Regions from separate parts of the Triticum aestivum genome. Here region 2 is linked to region 1. Evidence: chromatin contacts called from public Hi-C data. All regions are on one chromosome and are shown on one strand. Each heading gives the region's core, a stretch centred on a gene start, on an enhancer-like site or on the middle of the called end of the contact. The rest is flanking DNA. Distances are from core to core; before and after follow the strand shown.

Region 1 (5,951 bases), core at 3,316-5,815:
CTGGTGCAGATCAAGAACGCGTGCCGGCGGCACGGCGCGCGCATCGCCGGCGAGAACGCGTCGCTGGTGATGACGCACACCAGCAGCTTCCCGCGGATCAAGAGCAACATCGTCACCGCGGAGCTGATGCGGCCGACCTTCTTCACCTACAGGCGGATGGGGGCCGAGTTCTTCTCGCCGGAGCACTGGCCGCCCTTCATGGAGTTCGTGCGCAGCGTCGTCTGCGGCGAGTGGGACGAGGACGACGAGACGGCCGCCGCCGTCTCCACCTACGACGAGCTGCCGCAGCCAGTTTGACGCTTTTTTAATCATCCATCAGCCCAGATGAGATGAGATATGAGATATGAATATATGATCCGACCCAATTATTAATAATTGGATCGAGAGTTCAAGTGTATATGAATTTCATATTTTTCTTCATTTGATGAGGCTGCTGTATTATGGTTATACTGTCTCAAGATGAGACTTTTTTCATAATAACTAAGAAGATATAGGTCACTGCAAATGCAAATGCAAATTTGTCAACTGATGTTGGAATTATCATGGGTCGTGTTAATTCAGTTCCCAGTTTTCCTGGCATCCATATCATTCAAAAATGTAATTGCCGCCACTGAATTTACGGTGAACCGAATTGCATCCCAGTTTGACATAATTCTCTAACCTTGCTGTTAAAAACTGATTCCAGATAGCCATAAAACATTAGTACAAATATTTCTATAATCGACAACTCAATGAGGTTGCTGGGTAACCGCAAACACAAAACACAAAAATAACTTGTTTTTTCATCTGCGACGAACCAGGTAGAAAATCATGCTTCTACCTGGGTATTTCCAATGCACATACAACGGGAGTAAAGAAAGTTGACTTTATCAGGAACAAATATAACCACACCCAGCTAGACTGATATTTACATTATGATATCATTTAACAGGACATCAGCCTCTACAACTACCTGTCCCCCTCCAGCTTCTCATATCGAGCATCAAATTCTGGATTATGCCAGCAACTCCCTTCTACACTCTATTGGTTGTTCGACACCTGCAGGTAAAATGGTGCTTCAAAGTCAGGTTTAATATAATGTATTTGTCAGGTAGGTGACACAATCTGCAGGTCAGATATCCTTAACACCCAGCAGAAATGCTGGATTGAAGCTAACTCTTCTTGTGTCTGAAGGTCTCTAGAAGTTCGAAGCAACTCGGATAAGCGTGTGACCAACTTCCAGATGTACCATTAACATATGACTCATCATCAAATTGTTCGTTTGATTGGCATGTCAGTAAACATGACACAAACAAGAAACTAAGAGACGCACCTCTTCATTCGCGCGCTAATTTGGTGTCGAAGCTGCTGAGGCAGATCGCAAATGCCTGAAACGCCGATACCGGGTAACGGTAGTCGAGTGTGAACAAGTCCTTCCCAATCTTACCAAACTGGAGGGTGGTGTCGTCATTCTCCTCGTTAGCTGGAGCACTCTCATCTGAAGCCACCAGCTGAAAGTTTTTCACTGATGCAACCGTCACCCGTCCGTGGAAGTTGAGGCACCAGCACCGCAGATGTTCGTGCCACCTGGGGGACTTGTTCTTAAGCACCAGCTTACTTTCCACTTGACTGGATAATGGAGTAATTGAGCTATCCATTCGAGATGATTTGGGATTGAAGAAAGGAAACGCAGTCTGTGTTGGAGCTGTTCCTCCTTGTTCAATTGCTGATACAGGGATAGATTCCATGATACAGTTCATTCTTCTTGGGCCCCTACAATAAGCAAATATGCCGTAACATAGTGTCTTAGTCATGCTTCTTACATGAAGAAATTTACACTAGTTACGTGATATAATTAGTTAGTCTCATGTGGTTTCGTTTCTCTGAAATGGAACCAGGGGCGAGGCCCCTGTTGATTGGGAAAAAAATAGTTAGTGGTGCTTCATACATGACATAATTACACTACTTATAAATGATAATAAGTACTTCCTCCGTCCCAAAATAAGTGTCTCAACTTTATACTAACTTTAATACGAAGTTGTACTAAGGTTGAGACACTTATTTTAGGACGGAGGGAGTATTAGTTAGTGGTGCTTCACACGTGACATAATTACAATACGTGATAAAAATTAGTTGGTGGCGCTTCCTATATGATAAAATGTTTTCTGTTGCATTATAAATAAACACATAGCTTTGTTTACCCACTACCAAGACATGAAGTCTAAACCTGATTTTACAAGATTTTGTATATTTCAGGTGAAATCACACTTAAGCAGCCCTGCCTCCTATGGTAATCCAGAAAACATCATTATCCCACTGTGGTTTTCGATCTGCTGATCTTCAGAAATTATAGTGCACTTAAATAACATCGTTATTCCTCTTCAAAAAAAATATAATGCATTTAGATAACATCGTTATTCCACTGTGGCTTTGGATCTGCTGATTTTCAGAAATGGTAATGCATTTAAAGTTTATGAAGAGTAAGGCTGTTATCAGCATTGCAAATAGCAGTTACTGTGTTCTCAACATTTTTGGTCAGTAAATGGATTTGTATGCAAATAATATGGTCTTAGGATAACATAAAAAAATATGTGCGCACATCAAATTTACGTAATGGAAGGGTTACCGAATAAGATGGCATACCTAGATCCCAAAACATTCACTTCATAATTAATTTGTATAACTGGATAGTCGCCAGCAGGCCATCTCTTTGAAACCACAGGTCCAGCATGAGGTGGATGCGCATCATAGACAGTAAACTTCGTTCTCAAGAAATTCGATCTGTTCAGAAAAGAGGAAATGTTACTAAATAGGTTTCTCTGCTTCAACATGCTGTTCTGATCTTATGTATGTCGCTGAAGAAACTACGGCAACTCATAATTTTCAGATATAAATGCCAAACAATCACCTTAACTTGCCAACGCAGGTTTGACTCCCCTTTGACATATCAGTCTTGTCAAGTGAAATTAGATATTCGGTGCATGTTGGCCTATGGTATTTGCGTGCAGCAAGTAGGAACTTCCCAGTATCAGCTAGCGCTGCACAAAGAAAAGGAAAAACTATTCATGAACAAAATAAGTAAAATCCAGACTGCATATGCCCAATGAGAAACGCATACCATCAGTCAGTCCAATGTAGAGGAAATATGTCTGAGTAGCCCGGTGCCTCCGAATGAAACATTTGATGGGAGCATCTCTTGGTCCAGGCTACATGTTAGAGAGGTAAAAGTAAGTTCAAAGCAAACAAATCTAGCAACAAAGCCACATGGTTTATAAAACTTGAATTAGGCATCACTGTTCTACAAAGGATGGTCAACTACATCTGAAGTATCTGACAACAAAGCTTTCCTATTAAACCCGTTTGACAACGACTGTTCGAACTGAATAACAGTTGACATTGGACATTTCATACTAAACCAGACAACCAGTCATTATTTACTAATCTGACTTTTCAAGTTTCTTCTCAATATAGACATATTTCTCGGTCTCAACTACTGTACTTTCTAGGATTAAATAAAAAAATAGAAAATGAAACAAACATGACAGAGTAGATGGGGCTACCCAACGTTAGAACTCTTTTCACACAGACCTTTCTTTGACATCTTCCAATCAGGAAAAAAGAAGGGTCGCTACGTTGCGTGAAATGGTGGACATCAAAAGGCGCTCACACAATTCTAAGAAAGAAAAACTGAACGCAATCGCCATAATTGAAGTTTGCGGCCAGACGTTTCATCAACTAATAGCTCTTGATTTACTACTAGACAATAGACAATCTCATCAACAGAGAAAAATTTTGGTGACTAATCTAAGAACTTAATATGAACACCGGGCTGCCATTGAGTAGCAGCTGAATGAACAACAGCATGGATGGTGACCAGGGAGCGAGCGAGAGAGAGAGAGAGGGATTCAGAGTTGCCATGAGCGGCTACCTGCTTGAGAGAGATGGGGAAGGTGAGCCGCCCGGACACCTCGGGAACGCGGACGATCTCCCTGACAACACCCCTCCAGGTCCGGCAGACGCCGGCGCACGCCACCACGTCGCGGCGGCGCGGCCACCGCGGCTCCGACGCCTCGACCCGCGCCAGCACCTCCCGCAGGAGCTCCGGCGGCAGCTCCGCCCAGCAGCAGCCCTGCCGCGCGGCCTCCTCCTCCGTCGCCACCGCCGCCACCCGCCGGACGCCGCGCGCCGACGGAAGCGGCCGGCGCCGGGCGATGGCGTCCACCTCGCCCTTCATCTCCCGGACCATGCTCCTGAAAGACATCGCCTTCTCCGCCCGCCCCCGGCGGCCAAATCCGCCCAATCCCCCACCGAATCCTGCCAAGAAACCGCGGTTCCAAGCAATCCCACCAACTTATGGCACAAAAAAGGTGCCGCTGGGATGTCAACGGATTGCAATTCTCTGCAGCGGCGGCATCAATATGGCATGGACGGATGTGGGTGGGAGATGGTTGCTGCTGCCTTTGGGTAGCGGCTTGGTGATATGCGTGGAGGGAGACAGGGACAAGGATGTGGAGCAGTGAGGGAAAGAACAAGAATGCTCTACGAACAAATTTGTGCTTTGCCCAGTTGGCAGGGAAATTGTGCTGGTAGTAGGAGTGCTAATATACTCCGGCATCTCTGTCAGGACAAAGTGGGAGATTCTGGTAGGAGAAAGTTGGTTATGGCATTTTCCTCTGATGGCTTACCTGGTCAAATATAGTACTACTACTCCTACTAAGGTTCAGTAAATCAGTAAGATAAGACCATTTCTTATTTCTTTTTTTTACGGGAAAAGATAAGCCCATTTTCATGTCAAAAAAAAAAATAGATAAGGCTATTTTCCTTTTCTTTTTTTCTTTTTTGGAAATTTTCCTTTTCTTTATGAAGTGATAAGATCATTTTCCTTTGCTAAAAAATGAGAGAAGAGGGAGGCAAACGTTCACACACGCACGCACAGTGGCGGAGCTTGACAAGGATCTATGTGGGGTTGGGGGGGGGGGGGGGGGGGGGGAGCCAAAGACACATAAAAAAATTAACCAACTGCAACAAACCAGAATTTGCAGCCTCCAGGTAAATTTATATTTATATTATCCATATTGGTCGCAAAATACATACATAATTAGCAATATATACTTCATATAAGACAACAAACTAAACCAAAATGTACGACTTGTCTACATGAATATACCGCTCTACCTGAAGCTCCAAAGACATTCTCTGAGCCAATGAAGAACTACAAAAGGAGTGGTACTACAGATCAGCTTTTCGATCCCTCATGCTCTTGAATTCCGTTCAAATATCCTCAAAGTTGTACTTCTCTACGATTTTCGCTCTATGTGAACAACCAAGTTATTGGCAAGATCCCCATCTTCCATCATTCACCTTCTTCCAATTATCAAAACCATAAATCACAGCCCCCGAGTGACCGAGCCTGAAGTGAGCGTGCGTGGACGATGGTTTGATGGGCCATTAGCCCATTACTTAGATTATTACTAATACCTAGTAAAAAAATTACATCCGGGCTGGGGGGCCATGCCCCCTCAGGTCTCTACATAGCCCCGCCATTGTACACACATACTCTTCACTGCGAACGCACGCACGTGCAGGCCATCTGTATGAGCACCTTCGAGAGACTGAGTCAACAGATGTTGGTATTGACAAATTCACCACAAACGTCTCGTCACCTCCTGCTAAAAGAATATCTTACTTTATGAGACATGCATGTGTCGAAAATCATGGTGTTTAATTTCTTGTGGGGTAGGGGATACATCCACCCTCCTAACCATCCAGCATTCAGATTTTGATCTCTTCTCATGCCCTCAACGTCTCCACCATCCTTCCCGGACATCACACGGTGGGAGGAACCATGGATCAATCTTTCTTTGTAAGGTAGATTAAGTTTCTTTCGTTTTAGGGTCATGTATTGTTTATTTTTATTACCTCTTGTGTTGGAGGCGTTGTCACGCAAGAGTAATACAACCCTCATGGCTCCA
Region 2 (5,845 bases), core at 317-2,816, 390 kb after region 1:
AACAAAAGACATAAATTGGAACTCGGAAGGGAAGAAAAGAGGCAACGAGCCCACGGATTGTACACCACTCAATATGGAATGGTTCATGAATTTTGAATCGCTTTATTTAATATAAGGTTCTTGTCAGTCAGACGCTGGTACAGAGGCAAACCCTTCTTCAATGAAAGACCAAACTCGCTAGTCGGGCCCCAGCTCCACAAATTCGAAAGTGGGCTGCCTTTTCTCCGGCAGGCTCTTTGCGGTTTGCATATAACCCCCTGGGCAGCACGGGACATGTACTATCTACGTGGAACGTGTTGCTTGCGATCCACTTCAAGTGTTGTTATAGTCTTTTATCACTTCAAGTGTTGTTACAAACTATCAAAGTTTTTTTTCGGCGGCGCTACAAACTATCAAAGTTGACTTCAAAAAAAGGAAATCAAAGTTTGAGACTTGAGAGTATGAACCCATGTGACACCCGAAAAAAAAAACCATGTGACATGTTTTCTTAGTAAGTTTGCGTCATGTTTTTTTTATAAAAGTGAAAAAAAGTCAATCACCAACCGAACATGCCCTTAATTTTTCTTTTGTTATTCCACTATTTTTTTATCCTTTGTAATAATTATCAGTTACTCCCCCAGTATGCGCATAGTCCATATTGACACAAGTTATTACATAGTATTTCTCTGTATATTTACAAATATCGCATGCACGTTAACGGGGAGAAAATATTTGTGTACCCATATTGGGAGAAAATTACCCACCCCCCTCCTCTCCCACAACGGTGGTCACATCGCCGCCATCCCGTCTCGCATAGTGCCATTCAAGCTTTGGAGCAGTGGGCGCTGGCCATGATAGCCCCTTGCAGAGAGATGGGAAAGGAAAGTTGCGCTTTTCGAAAGAAGTCGTATGGACGAGGGACTTCGGCGAGAGTTAAGGATGATAGGGAAGAGGCTGGGCACCACAGAGGGCACACGTAATGCGTGGGAGGCGGTTGACGGGAGTGGGAAATCAATCGGTCGAGTTGAAACGTTTATCATATTCTTTGGCATATTTCAATTGTTGCATGGGCGTTAATATAAGGCCTTAATATAATTGGGCGAAAATTATTGCCTGCCAATATTGTTCACATTAATTTGGGAGAAAACCACCGCGTATACTTTCAAATTTGAGCACGTTGCGCTCTCCGAAAGAGGTCGTATGGACGAAGGACTCCGGTGAGAGATAAGGACGACAGGGAAGAGCCGTGGGCACCACAGAGGACACGTGTCATGCATGCACGACAGGTGCGGTTGACCGGAGCGAGAAATCAATCGGTCGAATTAAACCGCTTCCCATATTTCTTTGGCATATTTCCAACTGTTGCATGCACGCTAACATAACAGGCAGAAAATTACTGCCTACCAATATTTCCACATTAATTCGGGACAAAACCACCGCGTATCCTTCCAATTCCGAGCACGCAAATTAATTTAATCCTTACCGTGCGCCCCTACAATCGTGAGCTGTGTACACACACGGCGGGCCAAGCCAAGCCCGGGAAGATCACGCTCGGCAGCAATCGGAACGCCAGTCCGGGACGGAGAGGAACCGGAAAGGAAAGCAGCAATCGGGTGCCCGGTAATGCACGCCGATAAATAGGGCGTTCCCGGAGGGCCTCCCCGCAAGAAGAGTCGCGTTCGTGGAGCGGCAGGGTTTGAAATATTTTCCTGGAGATCGAGACGAGAGGCGAGGGCGTGTGCGCCGGCGCAGAGCCTTGTCCCCTTCCCCCTCGTCCCAATCCTGAAAGCTGCGCCCTTGTACGACTAGACAAAGAAGCGGTCCGGTCCGGTGGAGCGAGGCAACGGGAAACTCCGCCTCCCTCCGCGCCACGGCACCGTAGAGAGCGAGAGCGGCCGCCGGCAACTCTACTCCACACGACGCAGGTGCGGTAATATCTGCCAGATTCGTTTGCGTTCGCGTGGCGCGGGTACTGGATTGATCCGTCCGTGGCGCGCGGCGGTTGTTCATTGCCTCTTCTTTTTTTTTCTGCCGTTTCTTGCCGATGAACTGCGGCGGAGGAGGCGGCCGCCGCTGTCCCCGACGGGAGTCGTTCGGAGCCGTGTAAGCCGTTGGAGCTCCGATTTTTCGGGCTCTGTTCTGTTCGTCGTAGACTAGATTGGTTTGGATTTGCACCGCGTCGTCGTTTTAAATCTGTTCGGATCTGACGAAAACGCGAGGTTTGCCGATTTGTGGGTTGGAAGAGCGCGCGCGGTTGTTACAGATTGAATCTGTTATGCTCATGGAGTCATGCATATTTTGCCTTGCCTGGCCTCTTCTCTGCTCTACTTCAGCTTGGTGCTTTGGTTGGTGTGATTCTCGGTATTCCGTTACCGTCTCCCCTTTGCCAACGCCTTGCGTTTCCAATGCTCCTGAACTTTCTTCATGATTCCAAATCTTCTCTTTTGTTGGCTTGTTGTCTCGTGTTCTTGTAAGACAGTTTGTGTGTCACTCACAAAATCCATTTGTTTTGTCCATCCCATTGGCTGTTTGTGCTTATTCCTCTGATTTCTGAAGGTAAGAAGAAGAGATGGTGCACAAGGAGCTTCAGCAGGCATGGTGGTTCGACAGCCACAACCTCGCAAGGACGTCCCCATGGCTCGGCAGCACCCTTTCAGGTTCGCCTCTCGCTCCCTACCCAGCACTCCCCAGTGGTCAGTGGATGTTGTTATTACCATGTGGTTACTCCATGGACGGCCTGAACCTGGATCTTGTTGTTGACCTGTTGTGGTTACTCCATGGACTGATATGACCTCTGCACCGAACCATCTCTCTTACAGAACTGTCCGCCTCTGTTCTGGCCATACTACTTTCCATCTAGAGTTTCACCAACGGTCAATTTCATCTTGGCCAATTCATATCTCTTTTTGATAATGGAAGATTTGCTCCTCCAGCCTCTGTCTGCATCGTAACAGAATTTATTACATATTTAACCCTGAAGAATGATAAGTAAATCATGACAAGTTCACAATATTACTCTAGCACTTTGCATCAAATTTGCGATGACATATGCAATCTTGTGATGCATAGATCCATAATGGCCTGGTAATTCTGCACTTCAGATATTTTTATAGGGATTCTGTACTTCAGATCTTGTTTTTACAGCACGGATCACTTGCCTACTGGATTCAATTTTCCCCTTCACTAATTGTTCCCTTCCTTCCCTTTGATTGCAGAACTGGATGACAAGACCAAGCAAATGCTCAAGCTGATCGACCAAGACGCGGACTCGTTCGCTCAACGCGCTGAAATGTACTACAAGAAGCGCCCCGTCCTGGTGGACATGCTCGGCGACCTGTACCGCACGCACCGCTCGCTTGCCGAGCAGTATGACCTGCTGAAGCATGGCAGCGGCACATGCCGGTCCAAGTTCAATCCATCTCCCTGCACCAAGAGCTGGTCTCCGGGGTCCATGGATGGCAAGGCAACCAAGAGCTGGTCCTCAGGTTCCATGGATGGCAAGACAACAAGAAGTTTTTCCTCCAACTCACTGTGCTCAGACTCCTATGACTCCGAGTCTGAAGTCGATGACCCTGAAGAAGAGCATGATGAGAAGGTGTCTGAAGGCGAAGCAGAGGCAGCGGCAAAGAAGGACCAGCTTGACAAAGAAGCAGAGCTCATGCGCGCGGAGATCAAGAGGCTCAGCGAGCAGAATGCGGAGCTGCAGAAGGTGATCGAGGAGAACAAGGCGGCTCACGAGGCCGAGCTCGCCGCGAAGGACGAGGAGAAGAGGGAGGTCATCAGGCAGCTCGCGTCGTCCATCGACATGGTGAAGCAGGAGAACTACACCCTGCGCGAGCTCCTCAAGAGCCCCAACCCCAAGCACCACCCCGCCGCCGCGGCCCAGCCCCGCGGCTTCGATCTCAGGAAGCTCACCATGGACCTGTTCTCGGCGAAGCTGTTCACGGGACAGCGCAAGCATTCTGGTCCCATGGTCGCTCTGTGAAGGAGTGAGTTTTGGTGATGAAGAGAAGAAATAGCATGATGCAGTCTCTCCGTCTTGACATCCAGATCCATGAGAATTTCTTGTAGCTCATGTGCATATAGGATGGGTTTCTTTTGGACCGTGCCTGGTCCCATCCTTGTTCAGGGTTAGCTAGTAGAGAGAAATTTTAACTATGTTGCTGTTATACTCATGTTTTATGTGTAGTAAGTAGTAGTAGTATAGCCATATGAATGTTTGTATATTATTATTTTTGCTTAACTATATAGTAAAAATATATTATTATTTTTGTCAAGTATCAGCGGTCCTGTGCGATGCTGCCTGCACTAGAACATTTGCTGTTGCTGATACTGCTTTAGAAGTGCCATCATCAAGATTCAGACAGGCTGATGGACGTAAGATGAAACTCTGCACCTGGAATTGGGGTAACCCGTATGATGAATCATGATGAACTCCGGAAAGTATTTCGAAGCACTTTCCTTTTTGGGATTTATTGCAGTCATGCTCATGTTTCAGTTGGATTAACATGCCACTGTGGAAATAGATTAACAATGGTGGGGGGAGGTCGAGGTGAAGGCGGGGAGGCTGTCTTCGGAGCGCCGCCGGCCGTGGATGGTGGAGGTCGGTGATTAGGGTTGGCAGGCGTCATGGGAGCAAGAAGATGACCAGTTGTGGCATGAACCTCGCAGTTGGATGAAGATCTGGCGGGCAAATAATAGTCATATGAATGTTTGTATATGATTGCTTATCTATAGTAAAAATATATTATTATATTTTTTGTTAGGTTCCACTGGTCCACATCAAAATTTGCTCTTGTTGAAACTACTTTAGAAGCTATCAAATTTCCAACGGTTTGATGGAGAGTGAGATGAAACTCTGCAACTACAATTGGGGTAACCCGGGCGGAGCCAGGAATTTGCTCATTGGTATTCACCATAATAAAAATTATGCAATAGTTGATCAATTGTTGGCCTATATCATGGACGACGCTACACGTCGGCCAGGAAATGATTTGATCGAATTTGCCGCCTCCATAGTCGTTGGACGGCGCATATGATAGTCGTTCGTTCTCTACCTTGTGAGCCTCTCGGCAGCGCCCCACCCGTTCGTAGCATAGCTATTGTTGCGCTCATGGGCTTGCAACATGAGCCGAGTTGCACTCCGTCAAAACGTTTTCTACCGTTGCAACGTGACCTATGTTGTGATCACAACAAACTCCCTCTGTTGCAACCCCATCCTTTGCAACATGGCCCATGGTGGGAAGCTCCTTTGCAACATGACGCGAGTTTGCGCAAGCTACGGTAGCGGGCCACCAGCTGTGGTGGCGTCACCGTGGAACCAGGTGTCGAGGATGTCTCACTCGAGGAACTAGTAGACGAGGAGATGACCGCGTTTGGCGGCACAATAGCCGAGCATGCGCGCGAGGTTGCGGTGGTTGTGGAACCAGGTGTCGAGGATGTCTCACTCGAGGAACTAGTAGACGAGGAGATGACCGCGTTTGGCGGCACAATAGCCGAGCATGCGCGCGAGGTTGCGGTGGTTGAGGTTGTCAAGCACCTGCAGCTTGCTGTGAAAATTCACATTTGCCAACGCAGGCGACGTGATCCGCGAATAGGCGCTCCATGGCGGGCCGCTGTCTGGCAGCATGACATGACACACAAACCTGAGGCCGATGTCGCCTATGATGTTGCCAAGGAAGAATTAGTTGTTGCCTTAGCGAGGTCGTCCAACGAGAGCTTCTTGAACAAGGTGTCGATGGATTCGTAAAGAGAGCATGACGGGAAGAGCTCCGATGATATTACGACTGAGCCGAAGATCGTCGTCGTCGTTGCAGAGATCTATCTTGGTTGTCCATGAGGGCCTGCAACATCATCCCTGCAGGAT

What was found. A called contact is a pair of places that touch in the nucleus more often than the background predicts.
Region 2: a contact with region 1 is called in a Hi-C map of leaf, with 5 times the contacts expected there. The contact joins the promoter of LOC123051670 here to the promoter of LOC123051668 in region 1. A contact is called at or near these places in 2 of 5 Hi-C or Micro-C datasets (both in leaf).

Annotation. Positions count from the first base shown.
Region 1 is chr2D:74,185,886-74,191,836 of IWGSC CS RefSeq v2.1, forward strand. It overlaps LOC123051668 (tubby-like F-box protein 11), which reads right to left and starts at 4,566. Exons shown (of 6, transcript XM_044474627.1): 1 at 3,908-4,566; 2 at 3,098-3,185; 3 at 2,888-3,017; 4 at 2,623-2,760; 5 at 1,313-1,752; 6 at 700-1,038. The coding sequence starts at 4,240. The coding sequence ends at 1,317. LOC123051667 (inactive beta-amylase 9) reads left to right here. Exons shown (of 3, transcript XM_044474626.1): 3 at 1-505. The coding sequence ends at 297.
Region 2 is chr2D:74,582,978-74,588,822 of IWGSC CS RefSeq v2.1, forward strand. It overlaps LOC123051670 (protein NETWORKED 3A), which reads left to right and starts at 1,567. Exons shown (of 3, transcript XM_044474632.1): 1 at 1,567-2,082; 2 at 2,536-2,636; 3 at 3,195-4,256. The coding sequence starts at 2,549. The coding sequence ends at 3,964.